Regions from separate parts of the Gossypium hirsutum genome. Here region 2 is linked to region 1. A link is a contact called in public Hi-C data. All regions are on one chromosome and are shown on one strand. Each heading gives the region's core, a stretch centred on a gene start, on an enhancer-like site or on the middle of the called end of the contact. The rest is flanking DNA. Distances are from core to core; before and after follow the strand shown.

The links. Hi-C and Micro-C count contacts between places; a contact is called where the count stands out from the background.
Region 2: a contact with region 1 is called in a Hi-C map of leaf, with 2.0 times the contacts expected there. The contact joins the promoter of LOC107948917 here to the promoter of LOC107948921 in region 1. A contact is called at or near these places in 2 of 34 Hi-C or Micro-C datasets (both in leaf).

Annotation. Positions count from the first base shown.
Region 1 is chrA04:73,933,662-73,941,007 of Gossypium_hirsutum_v2.1, forward strand. It overlaps LOC107948921 (probable LRR receptor-like serine/threonine-protein kinase At3g47570), which reads right to left and starts at 4,817. Exons shown (of 2, transcript XM_041111374.1): 1 at 1,872-4,817; 2 at 1,305-1,784. The coding sequence starts at 4,524. The coding sequence ends at 1,462.
Region 2 is chrA04:74,193,424-74,199,865 of Gossypium_hirsutum_v2.1, forward strand. LOC107948917 (CASP-like protein 5B2) reads right to left here and starts at 2,197. Exons shown (of 3, transcript XM_016883581.2): 1 at 1,566-2,197; 2 at 95-227. The coding sequence starts at 1,696.

The sequences.
Region 1 (7,346 bases), core at 3,567-6,066:
AGTGCCTGAGTCTTAAAAGAAAATTATTTTTTATTGATATTTATTATAGTGGTTTCTTTTTCATACATATCATATTCATCATTTAAGTACGAGATTACGTTTCGTTACAGTTAGAGTAAAATTAATAATAATGATAAAATTAAATATTATAATAATATTATAACGTTATACAAAAAATAAGTTAAACGCATCATATCATAACTCTTAAATTAATTATTTTTCCTTTAACAATTTTTATTTAACATTCCATTGCACACATGTCAGTCATGGTTGGTGGTTTTCAGCTAGAACTGCATAAAAAAACAAACACTACGCCTATCATGTCTCTTAAAATTATACTATTTCGTATGGTTTCTAGGTACACTTCGCATTAAAGGATTTACTTATTTGATTCTCTGTTTTTTAATTTTAAAAATTTAAGTTCTTTTATTAATATTATAAAATTTTTCTATTAAATTTTTTGGTGGGACATTTTAAAATTTTAAAAGATTCACTTAGTATTTATGTAACAAAAAAAATATAATGTCCCTAGATTTAATAGAAAATTTTAACAGTATTAATAAATTTTAAAAATTCACATCAACAATTTTAATTGAAATAAAGTATTTAGATTAACTAATGACATTATAAAAGTTGAAGTACCAAATAATGTCAAAATTAAATTTTCATATTTGAGCGAAATATAGGGATTAAATTTGTAATTTAACCAATTTTATATAATCTCGAGAAAAGTAGAGGGATTAGAATTGATATTTGGCAATTAGCTTCTCATGTCAAAAAGAAAAAAAAAGTAAAAAGAAAACAATTGGTTTTGGTTTGGAGTACTGAACAACTATCATGTAAAAATAGAGGGATTAGAATTTATAATTGGCCATTACCTTCTCATCTAGAAAAAGAAAAGAAAATAATTGACATTGGAATATTGGATAGGAAGCATGTAAAATATAGAAACATTAGCCAAACTTTTTGAAGCTTACGAATTAGGGTTTTATATTGTTATGATTGTAAAAATGAAAGTTTACATTTTATATATTTTAAAGGATAAATTTTTATTTTTATTTTTGAGAGGGCAAATCATATACTAATTTTAAAAATATAAAAAAAACTAAAGTTGAAATAGTTGAAGCCAGGCTCCCCTATATTCATTTAAGAAAAAAGAAAACAATTAATATTAAATAAGTGTAAATTGATATTAATCAGGTGTCGTGTAAGGTGTGATGTAAGGAATGCCTTTAGTCCTTCCTTTATATATATATAGTAGTATAGATATTAGACAACCAGTTTGTGTTTATGTAAATAAGAAATTAAGCAAGAGAAGGAAATAAATCTAAACACAATATAAGTTGACTTTTAACACTGTTTTCGACTCTCTTTTTTTATGACGAGGAAGACGACCCATTGTTTGCGTATTACTAATTCATGCAAATTACATCAATTATACACTAAATTACTCTGATAAGCTTAGACTAGACATTTTTTTATCATTACAGAGACCTCTCTCATTGTTGGTCGTTCTTCAGGCGATTTCCTTGCACACATCAACCCAATATTTAATATTCTGGCCATGCCGTCAGCATGTTCTGCCTGCCATTCTTTTGCCTTAAGTTCATTATCCACAATATCATAAATATGATCAGGAAGATGCATTGAAACCCATTTTTGCAAATCCATATCCCCACTGAACAGATGGTCTATGGGTCTTTTCCTTGTAAACATCTCAAGGATCAATATTCCAAAACTGTAGACATCGCCTCGCGTTGAGACCCCCGCACCCATGCCATATTCTGCATTGCTGGATAAGATCAGTTCTAAGATGACTTTGAAAAAAAAATACCAAAAAAAAATGTAAAAAGGAGTATAAAAAACAATACCTGGAGCCATGTAGCCAATTGAACCTTTTAGTCCTACGGAGATACTAAGATGAGCATTAGGTGAGTTTTTAAGTAGGATTCTTGCAAGTCCAAAATCGCCGACATGAGCTGACATCTCTTCATCCAGGAGAACGTTACTCGGCTTAAGATCACAGTGCACAACGGGGCTTTCGCAATCATGATGCAAATACTCTAGTGCTAAGGCAACATCTTGAGCTATCTTCAACCTCTGGTTCATGTCAACAACTTTTTCAACCTCACAGTCTTCAATTCTTGGGTGAAGCAATTGTTCCAAGTTTCCATTTGGCATGAACTTAAGGACTAAAGCCTTGAAATCGCCTGCTGAACATACGCTTATGATTTTAACAAGGTTCCGGTGCCGGATACTTCGAAGAGCCTCACATTCAGCTATAAAGCTCTTGGAAGCTCCATGTTGCCCCATTTTGAAGACCTTGATAGCTGCCAAACTTCCATCCTCAAAAACACCCTTATAAACTGACCCAAAGCTACCCTCTCCAATCATATACTCTGGACTGAAATTCCGGGTAGCTAATTTGAGATCGTGTTGTCTACACATTGGATACATCTCCGGTGAGTTAGCCTTCTCATTAACCGCACGGAGGTCAGAATCTTTCTTTCTTACTAACCAAAAGACTAGCATGGAAACGATGATGATGAATGCAACCGAAGCAAACGTCGCTGCTAGTACAATTTTCAACTTTGAACCACCCGACTTTTTTTCATGAGAATCACATTTAGGTAGTCCTAGATTAGGTACTCCACCACAAAGCTTGAGATTCCCCGACAGAGAAACGGCTGTTGAATTCTCGAAAATCCCTCCTTTTGGAACCTCCCCTGATAGTTGGTTCCTGGACAGGTTTAAAACTTGCAAGAACTTCAAAGATTCTAAAGAAGCCGAGATGTTACCAGTGAGGTTGTTGGAAGAGAGGTCAATATACTCTATCGCTTTCAATTTGTCTAGAGAATTTGGTATGGATCCCTGAAACGAATTTCTAGACATATTCAAGTACAAAAGGCTTGAACAATCTCCAATGGTAACTGGTATATCTCCTGATAATTGATTACTTGCCAAGTCTATCGCTTGAACCATATTTAGATCACCTACTTCGGAAGGAACAAATCCGCTTAAAGAATTGAAAGAGAGATTCAAGACCTTTCCCAAACCTGGGATTCCAAATATATCACCGGGTATAGTACCATTAAGCAAGTTCACTGACAGGTCTAGCAACTGAAGACGCTGACAGTTTCCCAAGCTTGAAGGAATGGTCCCTTCTAAAAGATTGTTGCTTAGATGAACTTCAGCTAAATAGGTCAAGTTTCCAAGAGACTCTGGTACCTTTCCTGAGAACTTGTTTTCGTGTAAGAAAATGTACTGCAGGTTTGGCAAAGTTCCTATTGAAGGTAGAATGGTGCCGGTTAAGGAATTGTGTTCGAAAGCAATCAGGGTTAAGTTGACCAAATTGCTTATTTCTCCTGGCAAGCTTCCATGGAAAAAGTTGTTGTTCATCACCAACAATGAAAGTTGTCTAGAGAGGTTGCCTATGGAAGATGGAAGCTTACCAGTAAGCTGGTTTTCCGCCACGGAGAATACTTGAAGTTGGGTAGAGTTTGCCAAAGAAGCTAGGAAATCCATGCCACCCGCTCCATCATTAACCAGCTGATTACTCTGTAAGCTCAATATTTGAATGTTTGGCAGGTTCCCTAGCCATGGGATTTGGCCACTGAAACTGTTGTTTGCGAGATCAACTCGAGTTAAGCTTGAAGCATTGCCTATGGATGGTGGTATGCGACCAGACAAGAGATTCCCTCCCACGAAAAAGGTGGTTAAGCTGGTTTGATTAGTAAACGTATCTCGGGGAAGGGTACCAGTGAGTCTATTAACAGCCATGGCTATGACAATCAACGAGGAACTATTGAATAATGAACATGGGATTTCACCAGAGATATTGTTAAGGCCAATTTGAAGATTGATTAAGAAGGGAAGGCGACCCAACCCTTCTGGTATAGGCCCTTTCAAGCTGTTTGACCTCAGAATTAGATTTGACAAAGAAGAGAGATTCCCAAAAGAAGATGGAATAGGACCTGTGAGAAAATTTTGCATGAAGGATACATCTTCAAGCTCTGAAAGTGCACCTAATTCGTTTGGAATGGTTCCTTCGAGTATGTTGATTGACAGATCAAGATAAGACAACTTTGAACATAAACTTAACGATGCCGGTATTGTTCCTCGAATTCGATTAGAAGCTAGAATGAGTGTTCTCAATCGGAAAAGCTGACCAATTTCTTGTGGAAGGCTTCCAGAAAAACTGTTGTTTTGAAGGTTGAGGTAGCTAAGAAAAGAAAGGTTACCAATGTGAGGAGCAATAGTACCCACAAGGCCAAGGTTTTCAAGGTTGATACTTGTAACTCTCTGTTTAGTGACATTACAATTTACACTAGTCCAGTTGCACAAGGAAGAACTGGGATTCCACGTCTCAAGAACCCCAAGAGGATCATCAGTTATCCGAGACTTGAATACAAGAAGCGATTCCTGGTCCGTATTGTTGTTGAACCTTGGCAAGCCTTGGGAACCACCCAGCAGTGGATGGAAAGTGAGGCAGATGAGAATCAGAATGATGGTTTTTGTGGACATTTCTGTTTACTTTAGGCTTGGCTACATTGAGGTGGAGGATGGGTTTATAACAAATTTCAAGTAATTGAAATACTGAAGTTTCTGACGTAAGTATATATTTAAGTAGTTGCTTATGGTTACTGCAAATCAAGCCAGGTTGATAGTAAACAGTGCTGACTCTAGGCCACAAGAAAACCGTTGAATTTGGGGTTTTAATTATTTGTCACCATCACAATCAATCTTTTCTTATAAGAATGTGAACTCACATCATTGCTTTGAACGTATTTGCCTGCATGTTGATGTCCTTTAAATGGAGTTAGATTTATCTATATATGAGGCAAAGGTTGTAGGTTATTTACCATAACTATGTTTTTAAGAATGGAAATAACTTTTATGAGTCTTTTCGCCATTTACTTTTAAAAAAAAAATAATAATAATAATTAAATAAGGATGTTGTCTGTAATTTCAAAAATAAAAATACAGATTATCCTCTCTAAGTCAAGTTGTTTCAAATATTCTTTCAACTTCAATATTTGGTTTCTAAGTAATGGGTGTTCACCCTCGAAGTCACATTGTAATCTCCCTTAATCGGATTTATATATGCCTATAAATTTAACAAGGCATATAGTAAAAGTAGTGAGGAAATTTCACGTGAACCCAGAGGTTATTTTTTGCAGGAAAAGATCCAGCTGAGACTTTTGAACAATTCGATTACGATTTCACAACCATGATTGAAGACTTTCAACGAGAAGCCATATTGCGTTCAAACTTTGAGTGGGTTGTCAAAATTTCCGGTATTTAAAGTCAATGGTTGACATGGATGAATGGAGTCCCAGTTCGAAAAGATAGATAAAATGATTTCTTTTTATTTCTCTTCACTCTAGAATACGCAAGTTTTCAAGAAATGATTACCAACCGACATTATAGATGGTGGGTTATATATTTTATTAACTCAAATATGGGACATTTGGTCAGTCAGATATAGCTGCTTGCATTAAATAGGATATTTTCTATTTAAGTGGACATCCATTGTTCTCTAAAGCTCAAAATCCATATTCCAACCAACCAATGGTTTTCATTTTCTTTTCTCTTTTTAAACCTATTCTTTTACAATAATTTATAATTCTATTTTAATTCAGATAATATGTTTTAATATATTTAAATTCACTTCTTTTAATATAATATATAAATATTTTTTTGTATATGATAACAGTCTAATTTACATGTTTAGTCTGCTTATTTTAATTAAATCTTAAATGAGTTCTTTCTACTTCTTGGGAGTATAATAACAAATTGGAAAGTTTGATTAGAAAGAATCGATGGAGATTTTTAATGTTATATATGATAATTTGTCCAATATATGAATTAAATTAGAAACCTGTATTTGTAAAAAAAAAAATGGGCTAGTTTTAAGTATTCTATTTGGTTCTTTTATTAGTTACAAAAGCAAGATTGAAAAGTCAACAACATCGTTGATTTTTTTATTATTTGATTTTATTATATCGGTTTATTTAATTAAATTTTGTTTCTGCTTATTTTTACTCTTATTCCGATTTCAATTATATTTATTATTTCTACTTTTATCAAATTTAAATTTCCCTTTTGTATTTTTGCACAAGAGTCACATGTCGTGAGCATGATAACTAGCTAGACTCAATCTGGTTGAGCCAAACAACAATTTTAGATATTCCAATCTCTGTGGGATCAATCCTACTCCCTATACTATTATTTAAACATAAAAATATTATTTTTTATGGATTTAACAAACATTAACATATAAATCTCAACCAACTCTAAAATTGTTAAACATGATTAATCAAATAGTCTTTTAAAATATTTAACTTTAATATATATACATAAATTTTCGTGTTAAAATTTTAAATTTTTAAATAATCATCTTTTATATGACTAAATTACCTAAAAAAACTATTTTCCATGCATATTTACGGAAATGGACCAATTATACCATTATTTACCGGAAAGGGCCAATTTTTACTAAAAGCGCCTACGTGGCCACGTTTTAGGGGAAAAGCCAGGAAATCGCTCCTTTGAGGAAGCGTTTTTTGCCACATCAACCAAAAATGCCCTTACGTGGAAGCGTTTTGCTAACGTGGTGAAAAACGCTTCCTCAAGGGAGCAATTTTCTCCGTGTTTTTAGATGTTAGGGATATTTGCATGTTTAGTCCCTATGGGGTTTTTAGGGCTTTTAGGGTTAGGATTTTGGTAAAATAAGTTAGCGTTTAGTATTTAGGTTTTTGTTAAAACAAGTTAGGGTTTTAAAATTTTAATAGTTTTTAAAAATAAATAAGGATTTAGTGTTATTTTATAAAAATTATTTAAATTAGGGTTAATGGTTTTTAAATAAATTAAGTTAGGGTTTTAAATAAATTAGGGCTTAGGGTTTATGGTTTTAAATAGATTAAGTAAATTAGGGTTCTAGGATTTTAAATAAATTAAGTTACTATTTTAAATAAATTAAATTAGGGTTTAGGATTTATTAAATTAGGGTTTATATTTTTTAAATAGATTAAGTAAGTTAGGATTTTAAATAAATTAAGTTAGGGTTTAAAATAAATTAAATTAGCATTTCGAGTTTATTAAATTAAGGTTTATATTTTTTGTTTAAAATTAATTAAATTAGGGTTCTAAGATTTTAAATAAATTAAATTAGGGTTTGGGGTTAAAATTAATTAAATTAGGGTTTAGTTTTTTTAAAATAACATTATGTTTATTTTTTTAACAAAATTGACTATTTTTACCATGAAAAAATAATTTTGAAAAGACGTTTCTGAACAAATAGTGTCAAAAATGCTGTAAGCAGGATGCACTGTCAGCAAAAATAC
Region 2 (6,442 bases), core at 947-3,446, 260 kb after region 1:
ATATATGGTCGAAAACCCGATTTACATCATTGTTGATGCATCCATTTAGTGGCTAAAGGAGATAAGAGAGGATTATTAGAGAACAGTTTCATACCCAATCACCTACAACAAAGAGGCTCACTAAAACTGGATTCTGAAGATCTCTTTTTCTCCTTAAAGCATAAACATCAAGACATGCAAGTCCAAAGCTCCATAGTAGTTGAAGCCCCATAGATGCAATCAAATAGCTGAAACAGAGAGCATTATAAACATCAAATGTGCAGAAAATACAATTGAAGTGCATTTCTATTCGATCAAAGTTGCATCTTGGCTTTGATGGATGCTTTTGCTTTTTCTTTTCTCAATTAGAAGTAAAAAGAAAATAAAAATATGAACTGAAAGCAAGGGACAAATAGCTAAAAGTAAAACTACCAACTAAATGGAACCTTAGAAGATCAAACATGCATAAAGATGCTTAACAGAGAGTTACACAGCTTCAGTCAACTTCGAACTTAAGTTTATTCAGACATATATTATACCAGAGTCTCTTGAACGTAATTCAGACAAATGAATGGCTCTGTTAGACTGTCACTATTAGCAGGCACACAAATCTTGAAACAAAGACTCGGGGAACCACCATTACTGCACTATGCATAGTAGCAGAAAAGCTTCATAGAGTTCCGTTCATTTTCCTGCCCTTATGCCTAATAGAAGCACTCAGTTCCGCCATTATAAGAGCAATAATACACTTTAAACAACCAAGCTCCAAATATAGCAAATCAGACATGTTTATGATTTCTTTAGCTCCACTGTTGCAATAACATTGGATGATAGATGATTGCTTCTGCTTAACAAAGTAAATTACCAGATGCTAAATTTACACAACTTCATATTCAGCTTAAAACCCAATTCTGGAAGAATCGGTACACTAGAAGTTTATGCACGCATCCTATACATTTCTCTGAATAGTAAAAAACCATACCTTTGACATTACTAACTGAAGGTAGAAAAATCCCATACTTTTAACATTAAACCCTCTTAGCTTCTCAACCAACATATGGAAAATCATTAAAAAAAACTAGGAAAAAATTAAGCTAAACTTAAAATTGAAACCCACTTCTCATGCAAAATACCAAAGTAGAAATCTAGAACTTAAATTTCATCCAATAAATTCAAACTAGAAGAACTAGAACATCAAAATCAGCTACTAAATAGTAGAGTAAAAACAAATTTTGAAGTAAAACACACATCACTTTATAAGATGCAAAGAGGTAGAAGTCCACACGTCTAAAAAGTCAGGTCAATTTCACCTTCTATTTTTCCTATTCTTTCTACCCATTTAGGAAATAACCTTTCATGAACAGTTTTGCCTACCTAATCTTGCTGCCCAGCAATCAATGTTTGCTTTAAGATGATTCCGATTCAAACAAACCATTTTAACTAAAATTTTGTCAACGATTAAACCCAAGAATACTGGAACAATGGCACCCCCCCCCCAAACACACACACAAAAAAAAACCCATTAATTCTAACAAGGTAAAATTTGAGAGCAAAGCCGAATGAAGAAAAATGAAAAAACGAAGTACCAGAATGCAGTGTAGGTAGAGAAACCAGAGGCAGAGACCATGAGTGCAATGGAAGCAGCAGCAAAAGCACATTGGGTTACCCTTAGTGTTAATCCACTCACCGTTCCTGGACTCCCAATCAACTCCTTCATCCTCTTACTTCAATCTAAAAGGTCCCCAACCCTATCGCCTAAACTCTAAGGGTCCTACTTGCAGAAAAGGGAAAGAAACCCAAGAATCTTAGAGTCCTTCCATTAATGGAACTCAAATCCAGAGTCCAAAACAATTTCTTTTTTGGTTGAACATTTTAAAAAAGGTAATATGGAAAGGGAATTTTGGAGTTTGGACCAAACTGATAAAATTTTAAAAAAAAAACGTATGATTTAAGAAATACCCTGAAATTATAATTTAGCAGATCATAATTTATAAAATTGGTGACATTGATGGTCTTGATTCGATGAATAGAAAGAGAAGGAGAATGTTTTTGGTTTGGAATAATGTCTCTTTTATCCTTAAATTTTATAAAAAAAATTATTTATTTTCGTCTTTATTAATTTTTAAATTTATAATTTTTTTGTTTAATCAGCTTAAAATGATTGAAGGTTATAATTTTTGTTTACTCACTTCAAAACGAAGGTAGGTTAATTTTATTGATATGGCATAAATGTGAATCACTATGAAAATGATACATCACTATTAAATTAAGTAAACTATTTTTAAAAATTAAAAAAATTAAAATTAACAAAAAAAAGTAAAAATTATAAAAATAATTTTTTAAAATTTTTTAGACTTGTGTCATTCACATAACAATCCATATTCAATAAAATTTTTAAAAAATTAAAAAATTTTATTATTTTAAGTTGATTTAATAAAAATTTAAATTTAAAAATTAAAAAAAAACTAAAATGAATTTTTAAAAAATTATACTGCAAAATAAGTAATTATTATGAGTATCGGTTTAGTGGGTTCAATTTAGGGCAAGTGAGTGACAGACTACTAACTAAATGAACTTTTCTTTCCTTTTTGTCCTTCTTTTTAGACAAAAAGGAGGGACTAGTAAAGAAAGAAATGTTGAACAAGTTGTTATGAATTAATGAGGATGGGTCGGTCTGGGCCATGGGTCTTGGACTTTTGGAGACGAAAAAAGAATCACGGATAATGTTCAATTATAGGCGTAATGACTAGGCCTTGGACCTTAGCAGCCTATCGGTGCCAAGCATACCAGCTTTGGCTTTCCAATGAAAGCATCTTTAGTTCGAATTTTAAAACCCATTCTCTTTCTTGATTTCAATAATTTGATATTCGTTTCATTTTAAAAAAACCAAAAGCAGTCAATTTATAATGCATACTTAACTAACTTCAACTGCTATTATAACACCATAACAAATTTACTTCCCTCCTAATAGCAACCTATCTGCGTCAAGTTAAATCAGCAACGTCAAATTTTGCTACTACTCCTTGTATTTTCTAAATTTTAAAATTTTAGTTTTAATCTAATGATACCAGCTAAATTTATGTTATTAATTTGTATTTTTTTGTAAAATTATAGATCTAGTCCACATTCACTAATTGAATCATTTTTAGTAGCTATATTTTTTGAATTTTAAAATTTTAATATTAAGTCAAACGACAATCGTTAAATCTATTATTTTTTTTAGTGATATGTGAAAATATCAAACATGCATAATATTACACATGAGATAATATATATGACATATCATATTTTAAAAATAATAAAAATTAATAAATTTAGTAATTATAATTTAATTATGACTAAAATCTTTAAACTCTAAAAATATAAGAATTGAAAATAATTAAATTAAAATATAAATACTAAATTCATAATATAAGTACAAATTGACCAATCAGCAATATGACGAACCGACAGCTCCTAACAGCTACGCTAACCTATGAGACCTTGGGACTTTTAACGCTGAGTTTCACCCTATAAAAATTGTAGATGAGCTTAATTAAATTATTTAATTTAACACAGTTAGTGCTACGAGTGATACAAATTAGTATGAGCAAAATGCATCCAAGTTTTTCTGCTCCAATAGAATCTTTGCTAATTTTTGTGTTTTTTGGGCATGTTCCACCTAACCAATTTTCTTTATTGATAATTTTAATAATATATTTAAAATTGAATCCACGATTAAATTAATTAAATCATTAATTTAATTGGTCCATTGATTAAAAATCAATCATAAATTTTTTTTTGAGGAATATAATATTTTTACTAATATAACTAAAAAAAAGTCAATAACGATAGCCGTTGGAATTTGGATATCAAATAAAATAAATAAATTTCATTCACTCTTGTCTCTTATCACATTTATCTTTGATTAAAATTCTTTCAATCTTTTTTTTCCTTTTATCTCTCACTTTCTCTACTGTAGACTTCAAAATATACTTTCATTACCTCCAACAAAAGGCATCTATAGTCCTTACCTTGACTGCTTGGAGACCACGAAAGCGACAGTATACCAGCAGTTTGGAAGTCTTCAATAGATGGCAGGGCTAGGAATAAGTAACTTGCCGTTATTTTACCAAAATAACTCAAAAATAAATAATTATAAAAATAACCCAAATTCAAAAATAATCATTCAAATAATTTAATATAAATAGTAAAATTAGATTAGGGGACTTAGGGCTTATTTTTCTGTGCTTAAAATAAGCATTTTTAACTTGTACTTTTGAAAGAAAAGCTGTGCAGAATAAGTTGTTTTTTGCTAAAATTTTTGATTTTTTAAAACTACTTCTGAAAAGTATTTCTGAAAAAAAGAAACTAAAATTTTTAGTTTTTTCTCTCCCAATAACACTTTTAGTGCTTAATTACTTTTTCACCCCTCCAATAATATAGTACTTTCCCTTTTTTTTCTTGGTGCTTAACTACAAATGTGTTAAAATCATTAATTAAAAATAAAAAATATTTTTTAAAATACTAATTACAAATATTTAATGGTTATTTTTAAATATTTAAAATTTATTTTATATATTCTAATTAAATTTTATAAGTAATTAATATTTATTACTTAAAAATATTTAAAATTTAGATTCCATATATTAAAATATTAACAAGTTATAATAATTTTTTTATATTCTTACTAAAATATAATAATATTAACTAATTTAAATTTTATTTAAATGCATATTTGTTACTTGATAATAACATGTCTAAAATGGACATTTTATTTCTCAAAAGTACTTTTTGACAGCAATGCTTAACACTCAAATTTTAAACCAAACTTTTCAAAAGTACTTCTCAAAAGCACTTTTCCATAGCACTTTTCAAAAGTATTGTCAAACTAACCCTTAATGACCAGCACCACCTTGATTTTTGACCCAATTATTACCTGATGATTGTGTTAGGCTTAAAAAAATAATTTTTTTTGGGTTGGGAGACTTAATGGCTGGCACCACCTTGATTTTTGACCCAATAATCACTTGATGATTGTGCCAGGTTTAAAAAAAAATTAATTTTTGGGATTGGGGGGGACTTAAGGCTATTTGACAAAAATGACCCAAAAAATAATTAATTACACAAATGACCCAAGTTCAAAAACAATCACCCAAATAATCTAAAATGAACAGTAAATTAGGGTGGGGGGACTTAAATGGCCGGCACCACCTCGATATTTGTCTCAATCGTCACCTGATAATTTAGTCCAGTGTTAAAAAATTATTTTTTGGGGTTGGGGGACCTAAATGGCCAGCACCCTCATATTTGTTTTACACCCGTATCATATTGGTGTAAAGTACACCAATATTTGAAAAAAAAATTTAGGTTAGGGGACCCTGATGGTTGGCACCACTTTTATAGATAAAGAATTAATTTTATTTTTTGGATGCGGCTAGTTGATGGCTGGCACCCATTTTATTAGATAAAAAAATTTTGGGTTGGGGGTACTAGATGGTCGGCTTCAGCTTTCTCGGGGACTGAAAAAAATTTCATGTTCTAGGACACTAATGACTGACATCCTTGTATCAGATTTGAGGAAAGAAATTTGGGATGCTGGGACACTGATGGCCAGCACCTTTTCAATATATAAAGTTATTTTCTTTTCCATTTGAGCTTTTTCTTTACATTTTTCAGTTGAAATCTAATATTAGTGTTTTGTTTGTTAAGGAGGAAGCAAAATTTGTTGAAAATGAGTTCCTAAATTTTGTTAGTTTATGTTCATTTCAACTGAGAAATTATAAATATGGCTGAAGAAGGTTATGTTTTTCAAAGTCGGTAAAAAATTAGAATGAGATTCAACAAACGTGTTATACTGGTGGGTTTGAAGTAGAAAATCAGTGCAAAATAGCTACCCGATGCGGGAAACAGATGTTGTGATTGTTTTACAAATTTTTGATTTCAACAGATCCACTAAAGTTCACGGAAATGGAACTTGAAGATGATAATGATCTAGGGACAATGAAAGCAATTTATTGCCCCCTCGAAGATGCAAAAACAGAGTCCAATTGAGTTGTTTGCGGAGATAGCTAAACCGAAACCTATTCAAGTTGTAATTCGAGTAAGTCAGCGCTCTAGAATTGATTTTGATCTTATTGTCTACTGGGAATATCGGTCCACTTGTGGACGATCACTACAAACTCCCAAAAATCTAATCTATGAAGAATGTTCATATAACGTCCCAATACTGTGTCCTCGTCTAGATATTCATCCAGAGGTGTTGGCCACCATAGAAGATGGTGAGGAAGGATTCGATAATGAAGAGTAGTCTAACCATGAAGAGAAATCCGAGTGTGATATTGAATATTTGAGTGATCCCGATTTGGATGACATCCTTAAAGACATAGAGGATGAAGGCCCAATGGAGGGTGAAGATGTACATCCCCATTCGACAGGGAACACGGGTTCCGATATAGTTATCTGTGATAATCCAGAGGTCGTT